2 separate regions of the Zea mays genome follow, and region 1 is linked to region 2. A link is a contact called in public Hi-C data. All regions are on one chromosome and are shown on one strand. The core of a region is the stretch at or near the end of the contact, and the rest is flanking DNA. Distances in the headings are between cores, read along the strand shown.

Evidence for each region. Hi-C and Micro-C count contacts between places; a contact is called where the count stands out from the background.
Region 1: a contact with region 2 is called in a Hi-C map of tassel, with 2.1 times the contacts expected there. The contact joins the promoter of LOC103630738 here to the promoter of LOC103630734 in region 2. A contact is called at or near these places in 2 of 25 Hi-C or Micro-C datasets (bundle sheath and tassel).

The regions. Positions count from the first base shown.
Region 1 is chr6:176,258,229-176,265,179 of Zm-B73-REFERENCE-NAM-5.0, forward strand. It overlaps LOC103630738 (Putative WRKY DNA-binding domain superfamily protein), which reads left to right and starts at 4,401. Exons shown (of 3, transcript XM_008651793.2): 1 at 4,401-5,117; 2 at 6,400-6,549; 3 at 6,754-6,951. The coding sequence starts at 4,648.
Region 2 is chr6:176,030,231-176,037,059 of Zm-B73-REFERENCE-NAM-5.0, forward strand. It overlaps LOC103630734 (probable E3 ubiquitin-protein ligase ZFP1), which reads left to right and starts at 3,997. Exons shown (of 6, transcript XM_008651779.3): 1 at 3,997-4,275. It overlaps LOC100191858 (splicing factor U2af subunit), which reads left to right. Exons shown (of 2, transcript NM_001137282.1): 2 at 631-1,905. The coding sequence starts at 654. The coding sequence ends at 1,577.

The DNA of each region.
Region 1 (6,951 bases), core at 3,151-5,650, 230 kb after region 2:
AACAAAGATTTTAGCTAGCTTGCAAAACACCATTTTGTATATAATACTGCAGTATTTGAGAATACTGCAGTATTCTTCCAAAACTGTGAAAAAACTTCACTCCCAAACACCCCTTACTGTGTATGTACTCGGCGGGCGGCGCTGGCTTCTAGTAGCTGTGCCCGTTTGAACATGGAAAAGATTCCAGCTGTTCTCGATCCCTTTTTTTTTCCACGAGGAACACTATGCGCCTGTTTGAGAATCTCGTGTGCTTGTTGGCAAAGACAGGCAAATGGTGGGATGGCTGTTTTCATCGCAGGAACTTTTTTCGTTGATACACATGACCGAAATATGAAATGGTTAACGTTCCTTGGATTTATATATACATCAATTAATCGACGTTTAAAACTAGCACCACGTACTGAAGACAATGACACGATGGTCAGTCAGTGGTCACATGTCCAACCTGTTGGAACGCGGTCCAAGAGCTGAACTTGACTTCGGCGCGAGGTTGGACCAATTTTTAATCGGATCAAGTCAAGCCTGTCATATAATACTACTGTGTCTTCATGGTTCACTCCTCCTGCGATAGACCTTTATTTTCTTAATAAACAGGTCGTACCATACAGAGAGATTAAGGGGTTTTTTTACAAATTTTTATTTTTGCGTGTTGTAGCTAGTGGTGTGTTTGGCGGCCTTGTGATCCGTGTGATGTACTCCTCTGTTCTTTTTGATTTGTCATGTTTTAGTTCAAAAAAGAAAACGACAAATATTGGAGAACACAACTAGTACTACTATTACTAGCTAGCCAGTTAGCGTATCAAGTAAATATTGTTCATCCATCTCTCTGCAAGTGAGAACGAAACCCGTCAAGCATGCAGAAAGGCTTCTAAAAAGAATGGAGCAAAAAAAAAGACACGCTAGTATATATGCTTTTCGGTGCCAAAAAAGTTGAGCAAGCAGTACTAGTACTTCGCTGTCCTTTTGGCCTTGGGCTTTGGCAGGCTACTCATTCCGATGGAGTCTAACCTACCCGTGCTGCATGCGTAGAGCTGCAGATCGCATTATACTACGAGTGTAAATGCAGCTCGTAGATCCGGTAGTGGCAGTTCCGGCCTGCCAGTTTGATTTGTACGTACTGCTACCACTGCACAGTGGTCGGCCGACCGACGGGGCGCGGCGGGCGGCACGTCGGCCGGCGTGGATCGATCGATGTGAGCGGCCGGCGCGCGAGAGGGACGGCGCGGCGGTGGACTGGTGGTTCCCAAAAGCAGGAGCCGTGTCTCGCCGTTCAATCTTCAAAGGCGAGAGAGCTGGACGAGTCGCTCTCTTCTCTCTTTTGGAACCTTCCCATGGCCGAAATTAGCGGCCAAAAAGCATGTACGATTCTGTGTACCATCAGCGGCTCCAGCTATCGAGTGATACTTGGTCCGGTCAGAATCCTCGTGCTCCAGCAGTCTCCATGCGTCTTTTTCCCCCCGTCTTATCGCCTGCTCAAAACTCAGTTGCTAATAATTCCTTTTCCAGCGCTATCGAGTTTTTGATTTGCTCGTTGGTTTTAATCTCGTCTTACTACGAGTGCGTACACCCTGATGTGAAATCAGAGCAGCATGTCCGAAGAGGGCATCCTTGCGAGTTGGAGTAGAAACACACAGATGCATGGGAACTCACGGCGGAGTTGATGGGATGAAATGGTTTTCTTCTGGATCATCACCAGACAGGCAGACAGGACGACGGGTGCCTCTGGTTGCCGTACACGGTGCGGATTAGGGGAGGACACGGTCTTTGCGCCTCGCCGTTTGATCGACGTGATTGTTTGCCTGTGTACTACTCCCTCCCGCTGTCGTTCTTTTTGTTTCTCGCATTTTAAGTTCAAAAATGAACTAAGAGGCGATAATTATTCGAGAACGAACATATTACTTGCCAGTGGTCGCTGTCATCCTGTAAGCAAAAAAAAGTTATTGGGCCCAAAAGCGTTTTTTTTTTTTGTGGATAGTGGTTTGTCCTTTTCCAGACATCTGCAGATTTGCGCTTTGACTTTGGTTCGGCCGGCCGCTGCCTGCTGCTATGCCAAAGACTCTCGGGGACCGTGGCCCAAGAGCTTTGTGAATAAGAAAACAGACGGTGCCAAAGGTTTCCTAGCTAGCTACCCCACTGTGTTCAATGTCTATACACTACTAGTGGCTGCGCAATGCCTCTATTATATGCACAGATCTTTGCCCCTCCGTCTGAAAGAGTCTGGACTACTCTGAATCTCTCGTTGCATTTGCATCCCGGCAAAACACACACACACACACAAACGAAGAATGCACGTTGTCTGCCTGCCTGTCTTGCTTGACTGGTTAAGCTAATTAAGCGCCCGCGTCAGATCGACGACCAACCGTTGATGGGATTCATCACCAAACCGTCAAGCCCGTAAAGAAATCCCCAGCTACTACTGCGTGTGTTCGAGTTTTGTTAGTTAGTTAGTGTTCGCATAAATATTGCAGTGTGCCTGCGATCTTCAAACGCCTATAATTGGCGGTTGGTGAGCGATCTGCTATGCCATTCCATGCATACCTGAAGCAACGCGCGATCGCCCTAGCTAGTTGCATGCATGCCACGGGAAAACTAGCTAGCAAAGTCAACGCGATTACGGTAGCAATGCGAAATAAAAGGTCCTATAATTACGATAACCATGCAAAAGGTCGATATTTCGACGGTGTCAATCCTGACCCTCCTTGAACTCGAGGCGTCATTTGGTCAAAACTCGATCGCGTCAAAAATCGCAGTAATGCGAACTCGGATCCGCTGCGCTATAAACCGTGCAGTGGGGTGGGACACATGGTACGCAGACCATCAACGGATGATGCGGCGGCGGCCGGAGAGAGATCCTGCACCACACACGCAGGCACCGAGACAGGAGAGGCTACTAGGCTCAGTGTCCACCTCGCCGCCGCCGCCGCCACAGGCGTCGACGTCGCGGCGGCCGCCCGCGCCAACGCCAAACAGGACCTTTTCCTCCGCGCACTGCTGCACAACACACAAGTCGCGCGAGAGAACACAGCCAGGCAGCCTGGGCACGCAGCGCACCCGCACCCGCGCCCGCGCCCGCGCGTCAAATCAGGCGAAACGCGCACGAAACCGGAGTCCGGAGGCCGCGGTACACGTATACGCCGTCGCAGGCCCCGGCGCGGTCCGCGGTCGGCCCGCCCGCGACCAACCAACATTGCGACCTGTCCGGCCGTGACGTGAGCTGTCCCGGTCCATGCCGGACAGCGCGCGGGCGGACTCGCTCGCTCGCTTTAATTCGTCCAGACTAGTACTAGTGAGCGGCGCCAGGCATCTCTCGCCGCCGCCCGCCCGCCCGCCGGCGGTGGCCGCCTCGCACGCCGTGGTGGCCCGCTAGATGCTCCGTCCGCGCGGCGCCGTCGGATCGGGATCGGGCGCGGGAGGCGTCGGTTAGGCACCGGCGGGGTCAGGCTGGCGTCAGCCGGTGCGCGCACCTGGGTCGGAGGAGTGGGGCCGGTCAAAGCGGCACGGACACGTGGCGGTGAGGCTGCGTTTGAACGGTTTGACGTAGCGCGGCGGTTTGACCTACGTGACTGGGTGCACCCGGTAGCCGTCGCTGACTCACCAGATGCGTACAGTATGCAGTTGCACTCGCTAGCAGCTAAACTAAAACTCCAGTACTGGTGTGGTTGGCTGGCTTCGCTGTTGGTAACCAGACAAATCCTTGTCTGAAACAAACAGCTCCACGAGGGAGGTAACCAGTTAAGGGCTTATGCTATTTCTAGTGGAGATTTCTTCGTTTGGGTTTCATATTAAATAAATGTTCCGCCATGTTTCATAATATGATGAAAAAAGATATTAAGGAGGGAGATAGGATTTTATGGGAGATGGAGAGTTTCATTTAGATGAAACCCACAAATAATACACGGTTTTATAGATGTGTTATTCATAGAAACAACGTAATGAAACCTTGCATTATTGTGAATATATAGTCTTAGATTTAATTCACTTGCAAATAAATCCCACGTCTCACTGCAAATGAATTATAAGAAATTAATAAATGGGGTGCCCAAAAACATGTATTATTACCTTCAGAAACAATAATATGTATGTGTACTATATATACAGTCTAGCAGGAGAATCTGATCGGTCCACAAATAAAAAAGATAGAAGTTTGGCATGTTCCATGCGGTCCAACAATTTGCTAAGGGATGTGTGCGCGGTAACGAAGTCAAACAGTATATATAAGAACTGACACCGACTACTGCCCATGCATGCGAATTGGTAAAAAGAGAGTGTATAATATGTTACTATGGCTTGAAGGAAATAAATCCATTATTAGCTTTATGATCAAGCAGTATAATCCCAAAAGGCAGTTTAATTTACTCCACTAGCTAGCCATCCTTATTACTTATTAGCCAGCCCTCTCTCACTCTCACCCAACCACCCATATCTCTCCTTCTCCTGATCCTTTCCCCACACACGATCACACTCTACAAAGCTAGCTCCCTCGCTTACACACCTCTCCCTTTCCTCACCCTTCTCTCCACTGCGCCATACTCGATCTATACTAGAAGAGCTTAGAGACCACCAGCGCCGCAGCTCGATCGGAGGCTTGATCTGAGGAGAGGAGAGGTAGCCCACCAGCTGCTGCTCCTGCCGGCCGAACCAGCAACCATGTCGGGAGCCAGGCATGACCACCACATGCTGTCCGGGGACTTCGTGTCCCACGACGAGCTGGCGGCGATGTTCGAGCACCAGCGGGCCGACGCGGCACCACCAGCGACGCAGCAGCCGTGGTTCATGGACTACCTGCACGCGGTGGCGTCGCCTCTGGACTGCGACGCCTTCGTTTCGGGCTTCGACGACGTGCCGCCGACCGTTGACGAGATAGTCAAGAGGGAGCTTCTTGTGGACACCGCGGCCACCGGCGGCGCCGGAGCGACGACGACGGCGCCGCTGACGCCCAACAGCATGTCGATGTCGTCCACGTCCAGCGAGGCCTGTGGCGCCGGGGCGGGCGAGGAGTTGGCGACCGCCGGCAAGTCCAAGAAGGAGGAAGGCGACGGGGAGGGGTTCGAGAGCAAGGACGGAGACGCGGCGGCGGCCAAGGGAGACGCGCAAGGGCAGGAGAAGAGCAAGAAAGGGTGAGTTCATCTCATCAGATCCCCGTCACCTCTTCATCCGAAAAATCTATCTGATCCGGATCTAGCTTGGAGTTCTTTATTTGATTATATTACATCGTCAGCTATAGATGTGCTACATATTCACTTGCTGAAGTACTATATATATTAAGCCGTCTGATTTCTCAAGCTTTTAGGTTCTAGCTTCATCGCGCGCTGGAAAAGTTTTCATCGGATCGGATTTGTCGTTGATCTTTTAGAACACGAATCGTTCAAGACGATCTGGAGCATGCAGGTCTATCTGGAGTAATTCCTTACTGGCCGGGCCGACGATCTAGCTTGTTCACACCGTTCACACACACACACACACATGCATAACATAATACCCAGTGTTCCTTTTGTCGTCCAACACCTTTGATCTGGACAAGGCGTGTGAACCCTGCTAGGGTTTCTCATTGAGTATGCGCTGCATGCTGCATGCCCAAGAAAAAGAAAACAAAAAAAGAACTTGATGTCTTGATCTTATTTTAATTTATATAGGGCAGTACGTACGTTATACACTTATACACCAAAGTTGATCGATCGGCCGGTGTTTGTTTTCAAACATCTTTTTTTGATTCCTTCACAGATCGTCCCGGTGGTTTTCGTCTTGCTCTTGGCATCTCTACATCCAATTTGACTGCACCAACTGCCGCTTTCGTAGTTAACCACGCACCCGCCCGGGAAGGATGATTTAAGATCAGCAGACGATGTAGAACCAGTCGAATCAGGTAGCCTCTGTGCGTGCGTTGGCCATAAATTGCCCAACCGATCCATAAATTTGGCCGAGACTTAGCCTTTTGCCACACTTCCCCTTTTAATTTGCCGCGACCTGTGACGACGACGGATCTCCAAATTAATCCCAGCAGAAATCGAGCAGAGCTCAGCTCAAGAACGTAACGCTACGACTGCATGCAGGCCGTCAATTCTAGTGTGAACCTGTCGGCGTGAGGAAATGTATGTGTGGGCGGCGCCGGAACGTCCATACGTAGACTCTCTCTTCCACGGCACCCATGCATGTTTGAATGTGCAGTCTCTTGATTTGTACGTTAGTTTGTACTAGTAGTATACTAGTATGCACACGCAGCACGTGTAGCACATACACACACCGGCCAAAAGCTGGCTTGCTAGCTAGCAAAAGGCGTTCAAATTAATCAGCCCAGCGCTTGTACGTGTGTTCGAAAGTTTTGAATAGACGATTGATTGACCAATAATAATGCATGTTGGCATGTGTGTGTGTGTATGCATGTGGGTCGTCTGCACGCAGGGCGGCCAACAAGGGGAAGGTGAAGGGCGAGAAGCGGCCGCGGCAGCCACGGTTCGCGTTCATGACCAAGAGCGAGGTCGATCACCTCGAGGACGGCTACCGGTGGCGCAAGTACGGCCAGAAAGCCGTCAAGAACAGCCCGTTTCCGAGGTACATACATACCTACATAATGCTACATATGCGTACCCTTTTTTTTCCCTCTCTTTTTACACAAAAGCTCTATATATGATGCACGTACGAATTAGCTAGCTAGCTAGGGTTCCCACACGACACGAGCGAGCAGCAATGAGCATATGGTGACCACGTCGTACTGACTGATACAATAATGCAACGATATGATGCATGGGCGCGCAGGAGCTACTACCGGTGCACGACGCAGAAGTGCCCGGTGAAGAAGCGGGTGGAGCGGTCGTACCAGGACGCGGCGGTGGTGATCACCACGTACGAGGGCAAGCATACGCACCCCATCCCCGCCACGCTGCGCGGGAGCACGCACCTCCTCGCCGCCTCCGCGCACCACCCGATGAGCGGCCTCCACCACCACCACCACCT
Region 2 (6,829 bases), core at 2,747-5,246:
TGTTTCAAACTTTCCTATTTCTTAATGAAATAGGGGGCTTCGCCCCTTCGTAAAAAAAAGAAGTTGGAGTGGCAACTGCAGCTAGCTGCAGCAAACACTCCTAACAATAATAGTGGAGAGAGACTTTCACGCTGTTTAAATTTAGGTGATTTTTGGGAATTAACTTGCAGATTTATTAATTATTATATAGGTAAAAAGTGTAGTATCAGTTACTAGGAGCAAGAACTTGCCCTGATGACACAGTTATTTTGGTTTTTCTGTTCACTTCTCCTAATATTTAACCTTTTGAGTAAGTGTGCAGATTAGGTCTTAAAAAGGGATTGCGATTAAGATTTTATTGCCAGAGCCTGAGCTGTAGAATTTTCCATTTACACACGTGGCTGTACAGGGGGTAAACTTGCAGGATTATTACTTGGTGATCCTATAAGATACACATGCTGTGAACCCTGATTTGTTTTAGCTGCTTTTGTTCGTTTTTGTCTACTTAGCCTTGCACACTGAGGACCTTTATTGAGGTATTCCTTGATCCCCATGGTTCTAGATAACAAACCATGAGTTTATATCATTATCCCCTCTATCTCACCTTGTATTGAACATGGTTTTTGATACTATTCTTCTTTGTGCTTGAAGGTTGCCGGTCTGCGGGTTGAATCATGGCGGAGCACTTGGCTTCGATCTTCGGCACTGAGAAGGACAGGGTCAACTGCCCTTTTTACTTCAAGATTGGGGCCTGTCGTCATGGGGATCGCTGCTCTCGTCTGCACAACAGGCCAACTATATCACCAACTCTTGTGCTTGCTAACATGTATCAGCGCCCTGATATGATAACCCCTGGAGTTGATGCTCAAGGCCAACCTATTGACCCTGAGAAGATGCAGGAGCATTTTGAGGACTTCTATGAGGACATCTATGAGGAGTTGGGGAAGTTTGGTGAGATTGAGAATCTGAATGTTTGTGATAACCTTGCTGACCACATGATTGGGAATGTCTATGTCCAGTTCAGGGAGGAAGAGCAAGCAGCCGCAGCATACAATGCTCTTCAGGGGCGCTTTTACTCTGGCCGCCCTATAATTGTTGAGTATTCTCCTGTGACCGACTTCCGTGAAGCAACCTGTAGGCAGTTTGAGGAGAACAGCTGCAACCGTGGTGGCTACTGTAATTTCATGCATGTGAAGCAAATTGGCAGGGATCTCAGGAGGAAGCTGTATGGGCGTTCTGCTTCCAGGAGGTACCATGGGAGAAGCCGAAGCCGAAGCCCGCCACCACAAAGGAGGGGCCACCGTGACCGTGATGACTACCACCACCGTGACCGTGATGACTACCGTGGTGGCGGCGGTGGTGGAAGGGGAAGAGGTAGCAGGTATGACAGGTACGATGACGGAGCAGGCAGAGGTGGCAGGCATGGCAGGTATGATGATGGAGCAGGCAGAGGCGGCAGACATGACAGGTATGATGATGGAGGAAGGCGCAGGCATGGTAGCCCCTCAAGGCGTGCAAGGAGCCCAGTCAGGGAAAGCAGCGAGGAGCGAAGGGCCAAGATTGAGCAGTGGAACCGTGAACGGGAGGGAAAACAGTGAGCTCTCCGTGGCTACTGTTTGCCGGACTTGTTGCTTAGCTCCGGCTCTCATCGCTATATTCTAAGTATGCTTGTGTGGATTGCATTCTGCATGGCTAAGTAAAACCTTTTAAGATCAGGATTCCTCGGTTCATTTTATGGTTAAACCAGACATCATTTGTTTCCATCTGTGTTGTGTCGGATCCTTTGCTATTATGTTATTTTGACAATTGGTGTCAAATCTTTTGTGGTGTGCTATTAGCTTATGATGATGTCAGTTGTGGTTTGTCACTAGATTTGCCATCTGGCTTTCAGTCGTGTGTTATGCTGTTCCATGGCGGATTTCTTGTTTTCCCTCTTCTCATTTTTGCTCAATGCTCCTAGACAGTGCTTGGGCTGCCGTCATTGTACTATGTGCAGTAGCACGGAGCAGGTTCTATTCAGTTTGAGCTGTCTTTTGTCTTGGGTTCATGGCAATCTGTGGTTTCTAGTTTTGCATTGTTTCACTTCGAGTGAAGTTTAAAATAGGGCTGCTCGTCCTGTTAGGGCCATGACATGGAAGGGAATGGCAATGGCGGTATCCTTGTTTCAATATCGCTGCATGTTGTCGGTGTCAATCCTGTGAGATCACATATGCGCCTTAAACAAACTTCATTTGACTCGTGATTTGTGCACGTGTGTAGCCCGAGTAGAAAACCAAAACCCACGGACAGTTGACTTTGCACGGTGTAGCCCGACTCGCTGGAAAAAAAAAGATCATGTCAGAGGTGGATTTTTTTAGAGCATTCCCTCGAGACGTTTCAGCCTTTCAGGTTACGTTTCTGGTTCTATATATAGTACGTAGGTTTTGACTTTGTATTTAAATATACATTATATCTGTATATAATATGGAGAGGGTCTAATTTTTTTTAAAATATGCTATAGTTTATAATAGAGTCACGGAGGAAGTGGAAAAGAATAAAACCGTTCGAAAGCCCTACTGAGGTAGGAAGATAATTAAAACAGTTTTGAGCTGCGGGCACTTGCATCATCTCTAAACGGTTTTAAGAGCTGACGATTTAGAACATCGGATTTTATGCTAGTTTGGGAACCCTATTCTTCCAGAAGATTTTCATTTTTCAAAGAAAAATAAACGAATTTACGTTAAGAAAATAGAAATTATTTAGGAGAATGGGGTTGCCCAAACTAACCTTCGTGAAGAAAACCTGAACCCTAACCACAGTGGTGGGGGAAAGTAGAAATCCTTTCGCCCTTAGATCCGCTCGAGCTCGTTCACAAAAGAAGATTCCCTCACCTGGCATCTCCCTCGGGAATATCCTGCTCGAGGGATCAGATCCTCCTTCGGACAATAGTTTCTTTTTTATTCCGTAAACTCGATCCATCCATACTCTGTCTGAAACTCTCATGTTCCATTTTGCTCTACGGTTCTACCGTCTCAGCTAATCCATCACGTAGCCTCAGGTGAAAAAAAAAGAGCAGCGCGCCAGGCAGTGCTACTCGGTCGGAGCCGCGGCGAGGACGGAGATGAGAGGACCTAGTATAGAGCACGTGAACGGCGCGCGGCCCTGGCCCTGGACCCTGGTCCTCGGTGGTCGTCTCCTCGCAGCCGCCGCGAAACCAGGCGCCGAGACCACAGCCACACCGGGGCTGCGACGAAGCCGCGTGACCAAAGAAAGCCATCGGGGGCGCGGCGCGGGCCATGTGCCGCACGAGAGCCGTTGCGTTGCGTGGCCACGGCGCCGCCAGACTCTGCTGGCTGCCGGCGCCCACCAACACAGGCTTGTATAGTTGTATGTACTGTCGCCATCCGCCGCGCCGGCGCGGCACGCTAAGGTCAGGTGTAAAAGTGACATGACGTGGGCACTGGCCGCGGGCGACGGGGACGACAGCACAGAGCGAACGATCGGCGAGCTGTGGTAAAGCGTAGCGTTTGCACAGCAGCCACTTGCAGAGGATAGGCAGAGTGGAGTCTTGTAGTGGATGAGGAGCCAGCCAACAACGGATCCAAGGAAAAACGATCACCGCGACTCCTTCTCTTCTCTGAAAGCACACACGAGAAGGAGACGTACTCTTCTTTCCCGAAAGCTTCGTCGCCGTAGCTCGTTTTAGGAGCCAACGTGACACGACACGACGAGCACACAGAGATTGGTTGGGAGGATAAGGATATGCTGGTTTGACGCATAAATAGCAGAAGAGACGAACAGATAAGCACGGCCAGCGCTAAAAAAAGACGGCATGGGCATGGGCATGGCATGGCACTGGCAGCCGCGCTGTCCGAGGCCCCGATGCAAAAGCGGCCCGAGACGGAAAACGTGAGCACGCGATTTGAATCACACCGCACCCTCTTTTTTTTTTTCTCAACCCCCTTGTCCAAACAAAACAGTACAGTAAAAAGAAACCCATTAAAAAAGCGTGAGACTGAGACAGGACAGCCCTCCTCCTCCTCCTCCTGGTCTATTTTTTCCTCTCCTTCCGTCCGTCCCCGAAAAGCTCCTCGCGCTTATAAGTACGCGACCCACCCGTACCGTCGCACCCTTCCGCCGGTCGACCGATCCCCCCCACCCCCACCGGATACCACCGCCTCCACCAACCGATTCCGTTCCATCCCCCCTCCCCCCTCGCTCGAGCGCGAGGCTTCTCTCCCCTCCCCTCCCTTCTCCTCCCCCCCCGGCGCGGATTCCTACAGCCAGCTCCCTCGCCGATCGCGGTCCCGTCCCGAGGTGATGCTTCCCGAATCGCCTCGTTCCCCACCTTCCTCGTCGAATTGTCTGGGCTGCGGACCAGCTCGCCGTGTCCCGTCCGTGCGACTGTGTCTGCGCGCGCGCGGGGGCGCGGGGCGGGGCGGGGAAGGAATCGGGTCCCCGGGCGCCCCGATTCGGGCCGCGATTGGGCGTTCGGCCAGCTGCGAGGACCTGTCTGTGAGTGTGTGAGGGGTCTCGTTCGAACGCCCTCGGGCGCGTCGCGTTTGGTTGGGGCATTCCTGCTGCAGACCGCGCCCGTCGCGGGAAGCTGCAGGAAGGAAGGGATTTTGCTTGTCCCGTCGGTGCACGGTTTTTGTTTTTGTTTTTGTCCCACAAGGATTCTGTGCTGCAACTGCGTGCTTCGGCTCGGTTCGATACGCAGCGAGCCAAGCTAACTTCATGGTTCAGGGATGTACTGTGGTGTGGAGCTCGGAGTCAACATTGTTGGTGATGCATGCAGCAGCGGACTCGGACTTGCGGTGTCGACGTATATCGTTTAAAATTTGTGCGGCGTAGTATTTTTTTTCTTCTTCTTCTTCGATTGGGATGGTTGTACAGATTGAGACTCTACTAACCACGGTCAGCATACAGCTTGTTCGCTGCGGCTTGCTGCGGCTGCAATCCGGCTGCGGCTGCGGCTTCTACAGTATTTTTCTCTCTATGGATTGCAGCTGCAGCAGTCCAAACAGCTGCAACAGTGTCGGCTTGTAGCCAGCCGAACACGCCCATAGGCTTTAGGTAGTCCCCGGATAACTTCACGTGGGAATGGCAGACCCTTAGTGCTAATTTGGGAGCCACAAAACAAAACCGGAGGGGATTAGAGGGGCTAAAATCCCCTTCTTATTGAAAATTGAATATTTATCCCCTCCGGTTTTTGTACTTCCAAACTAGCCCTTAGTTGAATGTGGACAGGAGATAGCTGTGCCGCCCTGCTGTCGTGTTCATTGCTGCTTAGCAATGATACTTGGTTTTAATGATCAGGGAATGGTTTGGACTTTGAATGTTGTATCTGAGCTTAGGTTTGGTTTGAAGAATTTAGTTAGAGCACGTTCTTTGTTTCAATTTTAGAATCAAGTGTTTTCAGTTATTTGCTACTTGGGTATGAAGTTTTTCAGTTGCTAGTGTTGTGGATCTTGGTAGTTTTTTGTTGGGCCTTTTTAGGGTCTGTTGAGGGGGAAAGGGTTTTTCCTACCTGCTATATTGCACTGGAAGACAATGCATTCTGCAAATGAGTTTACAACACTAGCCAACAAGAGTTTGGTAGGGTTGTTGCGCTTGCAATCATATATCCATATAACATCTCGTCAAAGTTAATGCCATTTAATCTATCCTTTTTGTGGTTGCTTTAGATTTATGAGTCTCGACAACTTAACTTTGCAATATAAGCTCCGTAACAAGGGCACGGATGGGCACAGAGGAACAGAAACGCCAAACTCCAAGAAAGGCGCAGACTCGGTAACGGACAAGTAAATAAATGTGCTAGGTTGCTAAATTTATCGACCCCATCCCATCTGAAAGCCTCTAATCTTCTTAAACAAGTAAAGCAAAAGCTGAATCTTTCAAGTAAGGCAAGCTATTACTAAAATGGCTTACCAATCAATTTATTCCCAACCATGGAATCTGAATTGTCGTAATTGTTTATATGAGTTGTCATAACTTGTTGTGCAGCTTACATATTGTCGTTTCACTGTTTGGACCTATGCCCGTAATTACTCTTCCCCCAAGTCAAACAACTCATCCTTGAGTTTGTGATGGACATGGTTGATGCGAGGGTATGATGTCCACATGACACAACACGAGGGGAACCACAAAATAATTTATTTGTTGCTTTTAGAGTACTCTTTCACCCTCTTTCCACTACCTCCCTCTCCTTTGGCAATCTCGTCCACGGTGGGCCAAACTTAGGTTTACCAATTTGCATCGTGTCACGTCCTTTGTTTGTAGGAGCATGGAGCAATGAGTGAACACACCCTGGTTACATGATACTTCGATTGCTATGCTTTTTTCTGTTCTTTTTTTTTTCATTCTACCCCTGCAATGTAGTGCAAGCTTGAGTCTCTCTGTCAGATTTTCTTTATTCTTCCCATGCTACCTTTGCTAACTGCATGGATTCTCTTTAGCGACTGTTTAAGTTCTTATGTAGTGAACTACATACTCTCTTAATGTGTGTTTGAAGTTTGGGATTTTGTTCAGATCAAGCATTTCACATCCAGTGGTCTACATTGTAATTGTAGGATTAACGTGTCACAAACTAGATACATTGCATCATAGCCAGATTAGTAATTAACATCATCAGATATGTGTTTAACTATGTGGAAGCGTAGTAATTGACTACAGGAAGATTTGAAGGCAATAGAAACTAGTTCACCAGGTAACTGTAAATTAGGCTTTGTAAAATGACCCCAATTGCATGTCCCAATGTTGTGACTAGTCGGCACTTATCTATCAACTAGTTGTACACTAGTTACCATTCTACCCTACAGGTAACAAAAACGTTGCATGACACCAAGTGTTAATGCCTTTAGTAAACACA